Regions from separate parts of the Mus musculus genome. Here all the other regions are linked to region 1. A link is a contact called in public promoter capture Hi-C and targeted proximity ligation data. All regions are on one chromosome and are shown on one strand. The core of a region is the stretch at or near the end of the contact, and the rest is flanking DNA. Distances in the headings are between cores, read along the strand shown.

What was found. Promoter capture Hi-C pulls out the DNA fragments that hold promoters and counts their contacts.
Region 2: a promoter capture Hi-C map of hippocampal neurons shows a contact between it and region 1, with 4 times the contacts expected there. A contact is called at or near these places in 10 of 39 promoter capture datasets (the 3T3-L1 cell line, the C10 cell line, the HPC-7 cell line and 7 more), 3 of 484 Hi-C or Micro-C datasets (the Ba/F3 cell line, the G1E-ER4 cell line and LSK cells), 5 of 130 datasets of targeted methods (the 230-238 cell line, craniofacial prominence, effector CD8 T cells and 2 more) and 3 of 9 other capture datasets (adipose tissue, liver and macrophages).
Region 3: a contact with region 1 is called in a targeted proximity ligation map of pancreatic cancer cells. A contact is called at or near these places in 6 of 39 promoter capture datasets (the 3T3-L1 cell line, 3T3-L1-derived adipocytes, hippocampal neurons and 1 more) and 3 of 130 datasets of targeted methods (embryonic stem cells, large pre-B cells and pancreatic cancer cells).

What each region holds. Positions count from the first base shown.
Region 1 is chr15:58,139,907-58,142,986 of GRCm38.p6, reverse strand. Wdyhv1 (WDYHV motif containing 1) reads right to left here and starts at 1,621. Exons shown (of 6, transcript NM_029734.2): 1 at 1,406-1,621. The coding sequence starts at 1,494.
Region 2 is chr15:58,913,109-58,916,188 of GRCm38.p6, reverse strand. Tatdn1 (TatD DNase domain containing 1) reads left to right here. Exons shown (of 12, transcript NM_001368428.1): 8 at 1-37. Among named protein-coding and RNA genes, the nearest start is that of Gm36559, 19 kb to the left of the region's middle.
Region 3 is chr15:58,775,988-58,779,067 of GRCm38.p6, reverse strand. No RefSeq gene overlaps it. Among named protein-coding and RNA genes, the nearest start is that of Gm41329, 18 kb to the right of the region's middle.

The DNA.
Region 1 (3,080 bases), core at 372-2,871:
CATGGACCAACAATTTGACTTCAAGTAGTTTTCACTGCTCCCAAACACCCCTTCTTTCAGAAACCCGGTCCCAGCTGAGGCCAGTCCTTGGCACTGCCAGGAAATTTATCTACCTTGTTTACTGCTCTATCCTCTGTGCATAGAATCAACCAACATACATTTCACATCCCTACGAAATATTTACTAAATAAATGGAAGACACAGAGTAAATGTTCCAGATAAAAACTAGCAGGATTTGGAAACCAGGCGGAGCAGATCTATAATGCAACAGCTAAAAAAGAAGGACTCCCAACCACCATGTAGACTCCAGATCTCATTCCACTTAGTTGTGTGGTCTGGGACAAACCACAACCATTCTATAGTTCAGCCTTTGTAGTGTCAATAATTACCACAGAACCTGTCTCCAAGACATCGCTCTACCACCCCCTGTTCTCAATCTGTGGGTCATGGCGTTGAATATCAGATATTTACACTACGATTCTTAACAGTAGCAAAATTAGTTGTGAAATAGCAACGAAGTTTTTACAGCTGTGGGTCACCACAACAAGAAGATCTGTATTAAAGGGTCACAGCCCTGGAAGATTGAGAACCAGGGCAAGCACTTGGACTTGAGCTAAAGTGGTCACTGGTCAGTCACAGCTGAATGCTAAGTTCTTAGAGTCCTTGTTTGAGTGACCAGCTAGAGTTGAGAGGAGTCTATTTAAATGATCCTGAGGTTTCTCCTGAGTTGGGATAGCAGTCCCTACACAAAAGGAAGATGAGGCCTAGGGACAAAAAAGGCAAGGTGAACGGTGTTTGCACAAGCAGCCTAGGACACTAACCTCACAATCCCGGGGCCTTGTGTAAAACAGCAGCACACCCTTCAGTACCTCAGAGTTCTTCCAAGCTGCAATCACACCAGTACCTACCTCTTGGGATTACTGTGAGGTTCAACTGAGTTAATTTACACCATGCACGCAAAACAATGCCTAGCATATGGCAAGGATGGTGCAAATGCAACCATTATCATATGGCCAGTAAGGTAATGCCAGTAAGGTAATCAGGGTAGCCAGTTGCCTGAACTGGATTTCCTACTACCACAAATTCTGTGTCTCCATTGTCTTTAAAATTATAAAGACGTATACTTCAACCTGAATCAATGCAGACTTCAACAGTTACCATTGGGTCTCCAGCCTAACTCCCCTCCCTCCCTTGTCCCTATGCACTAAGACGCCCCGACTTCACCCCACTGCTCAGGCTCAGCTAAGGAGACCAGAAATGCGTTCCCCACCCTCCTCATCCCGGCGCTAAACCCGGGCAGTGTAGGCCAGCAGCAGCACTCAGGGGAGCATCCAGGAGAGGGGCGCATTGGTGGCGGCGCGCGAAACCGCGCAGATTCCCGGGGTCCGCGCCCGCGCTCTCTCACCAATAGCAGCTGTTGTAGACACATGCGTCCCGCGTAGGACAGACCGGCTGGTACTGCGGGGCCGTGGCGGCGGGGCCGTCCCCCTCCATGACCCGAAGCTGTGGCTCACAGGTCAACTAAACAACCCGCTGGCCGCAATTGTCGCCAGTCTCCCAGGAGGAGAGGACAACAGAGTAGGCGGCCAGGACAGTTTCCGGGTGGGAGAGCCGAGAGCCGGGTGGGCGGGGCCCCGTGCAGCGTGAGGGCGGAGCCCGGGATGACGAAGCCTGCGTGGTTCCGGGTGGGCGGGGCCTGAGAGAATGAGTGGGATCTGAGGGGGGTGGGGGTGGGGCGAGGCTGGTGGAGAGGGGGCTGGGAATGCGAATCTTAGGATGACTTGAACTGTGTAGTTCTTGCCAGGTTTTGCGTGGTGGGTGGAGCCTGTGGCAGAGCGGGATGCACTTAGAGGCTTCCCTCTCGCCCCGCCCCCCCCACCACCCGGACCCCAAACCGAACCTGTTCTTGAGCTACGCTGCGTAGACCTAGTCGCCCTCCCATGGAGGGATTGCTTGTGTTGTTGCCAGTGTTTAGATATGAGCTTCCGGATACACTTAAAACTCCAGCTAAGGTTGCCCGCTGTGTGAAACCAGAAGAAACTCTAAACTAAGAGATGCTTGGGCACGCACGAAAGCTGAACCTTTAGAGCAGGAACTGAGAAAGAAAGGCGAACGGGGGGGGGGGGGGGGGGTGTTAGTGCAGTGCACCCAGATCTCACCATATTGTAATTTAATTTCTTCTCATCTGGATCTCTCTCCCTCTCCGTGTGTGTGTGTGTATTTTAAAGAAAAAAAGTTTTAACCAGGTGTGGTGACAGACACCTAAAGTCCTTGCATGCAGGAGACTGAAGCAGGAGGATTGCTTCTAATGCAAGGTGATCCTAGACTACAAAAGAATTTTTCTTTTAAAAAAAAAAAGATTTAAAGAGTCTGGATAGCATTTTGTGTTAATCATATTTATTTTCAAAAGAGAAGACACCAAATTGCTAAAACAGTGTTTATGCATAGTGAATTAAAGACATAGAGAACTGTCTCTATAGACATCCCAGTCTCCTGTGTGTGCCTTAAGTGCTCAGAGAACCTCCCTGCAAACGCTGGACTTCTTAAGATTAGATTATAGGCCACCCACAGACTCTCAGCCTTCTGAGACCCCAACCCCATAAAGTGCTGTGCTGGTGGTATTCTGGTGAACTTCAGCTGCTGTCCAAAACCCATAAATCCTACAAACTAAACATGTGTTTGTGTCTGTTACCAATTTATTGTTTCAGCTTGAATACTCCCTTCAACAGAGGCTGGGAGGCAGGGAGTGGCAGTCATGAAGCCTCTCTTGGTTAGTACAAAGTGAGTGTGAAGTTAAGCTTTCTCAGTAGAAGGATGGAAAGAGATTGCAAGGGAAAGAGGATCCCTGCAGTTTCTAGAAGGGACCAGAGCTAGTTGTGTGATCATCCTGCCCTCCAGTGGAGTCAGCTCTGGACAGACACCAGAACTTGGGGAAGCCTGCTTGCAGTTGTGTGTGGACAGCAATGGCCTTCTGTCTTAATCAGGGTTTCTATTCCTGCACAAACATCATGACCGAGAAGCAAGGAAAAGCAAGTTGGGGAGGAAAGGGTTTATTCAGCTTACACTTTCACATTCCTGTT
Region 2 (3,080 bases), core at 214-2,713, 770 kb before region 1:
TATGAGAAGAAATAGAGACCGGTATGTGGGTGGAGTGGTAAGTGTACGATAATTGTTTAAATATGGGCTATACAAAAATGTCTTTGCTATTAGGTCAGCTTCAGGTAATTCAGATAGCAAAAGTAAAGTTATCAAGTTTCTCAGTTGAAGGGCGTGTAAATTGCTCTAAGATTTATGGGCATGATGGTGTACAAACAAGTAATACTTTTAGTTACATTTATTTTGCTTAAAGTACAAGAATGAGTACTGAATTCTACTTAGGAGAAACAAATGTGAATCGTCTTTTCCCACTGTGCAGTAAGCCTGAGAGCTGGCCTTTGCTGTTCTCTAATCAAATCGATTTTCACGATGTCTTAGACTATTCCATTGTTTCTTTCAGGTTTTCTTTTCTTTTCTTTCTTTCTTTCTTTCTTTCTTTCTTTCTTTCTTTCCTTTCTTTCTCCCTTTCTTTCTTTCTTTCTTTCTTTCTCTTTCTCTCTCTCTTTTCTTTCCTTTTTTTTGTTTTATTTGTTTTTTTGAGACAGAGTTTCTCTCTCTGTGCAGCCCGTTTGTTTGTTTGTTTGTTTGTTTTGAGTCAGGGTTTCTCTGTATAGCCCTGGCTGTCCTGGGAACTCACTCTGTAGACCAGGCTGGCTTCAAACTCAGAAATCCGCCTACCTCTGCCTCCCAATTGCTGGGATTAAAGGTGTGTGCCACCACTGCCAGACCAAGTTTCCTTTCCTAATTTGCTAGCTGGTAGTCGTTCTCTTCCCTCTAATGATGGCTCATCTTCCGTGATATATTTTCCTCTTAAATGTTTCTTGTGTGGTCCTTTTAGTCCTTCCTCCTGAGACATTTCCAATATATATTCTCTACTCTCACTGCACTGTGACAGCCATGGTAGTGACTTCTAGTCAGTTGGATCATGAACTTGAGTAGATAATCTGTGTTTTAAAAATGCTCACGTACACAAAATTTCATATACAATTTCAGGAGAGGTTCAGTGACCATCCTTTGGGAGTAAAGATTGTTATTTAGGTCACAGTTCCATGTATCAGTGGAAGAACGTTAATCTAACCCTAAATTTTTGCTGTAATACATTTCTTTGCTTGGATACTTTATGACATATATTCCTTTTTGGAATGTTGTGGAATACATGTGTGTTTTTAATATGTTTAGTGTGTGTGTGTACATGTACACATATGTGCCATGGTATTCGTGTGGAGGTCAGAATAACTGCAGAGTTGGTCACGGGACTGACCAGGCTTAGCATCTTCACCCAGTCAATCATCTCGCTGACTGTTGCCGTCTGTTTTTTACGCTTAGCTCTGCTTGGTGCTACATCCCACTAGTGATAGGGCTGTGCTCTGTACTGCTGTCATGTTCATGCTACTGTGCACATCTCCTCTGGAGTTTACTGACTGTAATTTTCCCTTTAGCAGCTATACTTAGGAATTGAGAAAGGCTTTAATTAATGACCTGGGCATTACTGACAGCATGGGTTTTAGCTAACGTCCTGGGCATTACTGACGGCATGGGTTGTCATTCTGGACTCCACTGCTCACTCCTCTTTATTTCTAAGTAAGTCTTTACTTGGATGAGTCTATCATTTCAAAAAGTTAATACCAGGAACAGCAAAAGCAACCAAAATATTTGGCTTTAATAAGTTGCTAAATAAAGTACTATATATAGTTCTCTGAATTAGTTTATAAGAGATCACACTTTAAATTACCTTCATATTAGTGAAGGGATTTTTCATTGTTGTTGTTCACTGGAAATGTTAAGGGCTTAGCACCTTTACCTAGTGGGTCACCCTGCCAGTTGCTGACCCATGTGTATTTTCCAAGGAATTCTTCTGCTTGGTGTTACAAATCTTGCTAGCAGCTGTATAACATAGTTATCCATGGACAGTGATGTGAATTCATTGCTAAATAAGCCCTACTGTTAGTTACTGGTTTTGATTACACACATTACCTAGAGCAGGAGAAAATACGGTCTCAGTCCTTTCTGCCTGTTTAACTGATGTGAATGGTGTGACAATTGCTTTTTTTAAAATTTCTTTTACTTTTATTGTTTCTTGTATATAAGTTCTCCCCACCATCTCTGTCTCCCTGTCTCTGCCCTCCCCACCCCCCCCTTTCACACACTAAGGCCAGAAGCAGGCGTCCAATTGCCTGGAGGTGCTCAGTGTGGGTGCTGGGAACTGAACTCCTCTGCAAAAGCAGCAAGCACTCTTAACTGCTGAGTCATCCCTCAAGGCCGCAGCTGGCAGTTTAAAAGCAATGTTCTCACCACTCTAGCTGATTAATCATTTCTAAAAGAAAAGGTGTCCTCTAAAAGAGAAGTGCAGTGGGATTTTCAGAACTCTGCAGGGAAGGTGATGTAGAGATACACCTAGCTGCAGAGCAGATAACTTCTTGCTTTGTGTCACCAGAAATAATGACAGATTGTGATTTTCAAGTCTGGCTTGAAAGAAAAACATTGTAGGTGCTACTACATTAAAGACCTGTGAAACAACACACACATACACACATGTACATATACATGTATGTATGTATATATATATATATATATATATATATGTATATATGTGTGTGTGTGTGTATATATATATATATATATAAATCTGGTTTTGCTTAGAAAGCAGACCAGTGCTATTATAATAAAACTGTATATATATATCCCAGCAGACCGATGCTAGTATAATAAAATTGTATGTATATATCCCAGCAGACCGATGCTATTATAATAAAATTGTATATATATATCCCAGCAGACCGATGCTAGTATAATAAAACTGTATGTATATATCCCAGCAGACCGATGCTAGTATAATAAAACTGTATGTATATATCTGTCTTAGTCAGGGTTTCTATTCCTGCACAAACATCATGACCAAGAAACAAGTTGGGGAGGAAAGGGTTTATTCGGCTTACACTTCCATGCTGCTGTTCATCACCAAAGGAAGTCAGGACTGGAACTCAAACAGGTCAGGGAGCAGGAGCTGATGCAGAGGCCATGGAGGAATGTTCTTTACTGGCTTGCCTCCCCTGGCTTGCTCAGCCTGCTCTCTTATAGAACCCAAGATTACCAGCCCAGAG
Region 3 (3,080 bases), core at 263-2,762, 640 kb before region 1:
CAGGTTGATCTCAAATTCCTAGGCTCCAGGCACCCTGCTCACCCTCTGCAGCTACAGGCACATCATTCCTTTTGCTCTGTCAGTGACCATACCATAGTGGAAAAAGGAATAATGCCTTAATGTATTAGGAAAAATGTTTTGAACACACAAACTACTTTAATACAAACACTGAAACTCTGCAGATCACACCTCCAATTTGAGAACTGTGGTTTGAACCATCCTGATTACATTAGCTCCAGGTACAGATATTGAAATCCCAGGATAACAATACCAGAAACGAGGCAGAAACTTGTGTCCTGTATAATAACATTATCACAGCATGTTGTTCAGACCTGGTAAAGGGGTTACACTTCAGAAAATGGTTAGAGACCTAGAGTCCTGTTGTTTCAAGTATAAATTTTATACTTAAAAGTCAATGCATGGTCTAAAATGGTTGGTTGAGTCCCATCAGTTATATCCACATCCTGCACAGGAAGAAGGAATTAAAAAAAGGTAAATGGCTCAAAGTGACTTAAATCACTATGTGACACGTCTCTCAAATTTCTACCTAGAAGCTTACAGTTGTCTCCATTCTGAGTGACCAAGTCTGTAGCAAGAAATGAGAAGGATGTCTGAGGAGGCAGCTGTCTCTCACAATCTGTCACTTTGGCTACCACATATTCATACCTCACCTGTCCCCTCAGTGTGAAGATACCCATCTGGGAGAAGGCTCAAGTTCCTGAGCAGTGACTGTTGATCAAGAACAGCAGCATCCTGTCCTGTCTTTAAGTGACACTTTGGTATCAGATAACCTATACATGGAAAACACCTGATCCAACACACGTAGCATGTGCCAACCATTTCCATTCAGGCAGAGAAAGAGTTGGGATACAGTGGTCAGTAGTTCTTGCAATGATCATTACCCAGCAAAAATCCATCCTGGCCATCCAGCGGAAAATGTGGCTGAAGACTAGGGCTCACCTATTTGAAGAATTTGACAAAGGGAAGCCTAAGATGAGTGGGCATCCGTGAGCTGAGCTAGCTAGCTTCTGTAGCTGCCTTCAGCCTAGAGGCTGACATTCTACTTGGTGGGCGATTTGGCCTCTGTAGTTTTAAAAGCTCTCTACAAGAGTACAGAACCCAAGAGAGCTTTGGGTTCTCAAACTGTGGCTTTCCCTTGGAAACTCTGGGAAATGGGCCCTGTTTAGGATGGAAAGGAAAAAGCAGAAGGCTTCACAGAAAAGATTAGAACTGAGGAGCCAACAGAAGGAGGGGTCTGAAGGTGATCATCAGAAAATAGGATAAAGAGAAAAACCAAAGGTGCACCGAGGTGTATGCCCCCAAATGTTTCCGCATACACACTGAAGATGCTGGGTCCGAATCCCTGGAACTTGAGAGGCTGCTGTATAACGGGTTTGCATGCGGCATTAAGGATGTGGATAATTCAGTACCCAGTATAGGAAAAAGGGAGTGACTCCCAGCTCTGTTAATATCTTTGAGGATGGAGGAAAGAGGCCATGATCCAAGGAATTTGGACCACCTCCAGAGGCTGAGTCAGTAAGAAAACAGAGAATTTATATCCCCAGCTTCCTGCACGAGCAGGGAAATGGGCTCCCCTCTAGAAACTCCAGAAAGTGACAAAGCCCCTGGCACTTTGATTTTGTCTTTGTGAGACCCAGTGCTGAGAGATTAGCCAGGCCCACAAGACTTCTGACCTACAAGCCATGAGTTAATGCATTTGTGATCTGTGATACTTCATTATGGAAGAAGTAGTACTGATAGAGCACATACTTGAACTCCTTCATTTTCTGTTCTTCCCCCTAGCTAGTTATATTCTGCCAAATAATTCTTTGACACTGCTTGTGCCCCAATTGGTCCCTTGTGTTCTGTATACAGTTTAAGGCCAACTTGCAGATACCAGCCAGCCTGTTGCAGCATAAAACCCAGCAAACCAACAAGATCATACTGGCACATCTCAATTGCACTGTTTCCCAACTCAGTTTGGGAAGATGCATTTTCAACAACTCTTCTCTGTGTGTGTAATTCATCCTCCATCTTGAATCCAACAGCAGTTCATAGATTTTTGTGTGTGTGTAAAACCAGCTCTCTAGTTTCTTCTGGCTCATTGTTTCTTCTAGGTCTTTTCTTTCTGGATATTTACTGTCCTTGTCACGTATAAATAGCATTTAATTGTTTTCTATGTACAGCTTCTGTATAGGTTTTGTTTGCTCAAGCTGCTTATTTATGTAGTCATTTGCCTGTGTGGTCTTTTCTGTTTCTGACTTGGGTAGTCACCTGTCCGCCTGGTTGTGAGAGGTTGATTCTCCTATGCTGAGATGCTGTGCTTGGCTTAGGATTTTGCTGGAGATCATCAACACAGCGTGGGCAGTGCCTCTTCCTTCAGCTTTTGAGCAGGAGCGTCAAGAGTGGAAATTTTCATAGTTTCTTAAAAAAAAAAAATTGCCTTTTTTTTTTTTAATAGATGTTTCTTACCGGAGTAACAATTTCTGTCCTATCTGGTAGGATGTCTGTTTTTTAATCATAAATGTGTACTGGATTTTACAAACTGCTTTTTCTTCACCGAAGCAATCAACTGACTGTTTTGTTTTTTTTTTTTAAACTTCATTTCATTTTTGAGACAGGGTTTGCCTACTCTGTCCTTGAACTTGCTTCTGTCCCTGCTTCCTCCTGCCTGATGCTGGAATTATAGCCGTGTACCACCATGCTGGGGCCAAGATAGCTTCCTTTTCTCTTCTAAGACTTTGTTTCATGCCTCCCAGGGTGACCTGGAGTGAACTCCCTTTGTGACTGAGGCCAGCCTCGAATTCCTGACCCTCCAGGCTCCACCTTGTAAATGTGATGATTATAGGCACGCGTCCCTACCACACCTGGCCTAGAAAGCGCTTCAGCACCTGTAATCGCTCGTTCCCTTTACCCCTGTCGGGTCTACTCTTCAGTTTCGCAGGTCCCAAAGACAAGCAAAGTTAAGGGTGCAGGAGAAATGAAATTCCTTAACCTGGCAACTGCTTGGCTTTCCTGGTTACTGAAGTCTAGAAACTTCAAGAGAACGGCTCCAGCCCAGGCTGCTCTAAGAGCGTCTC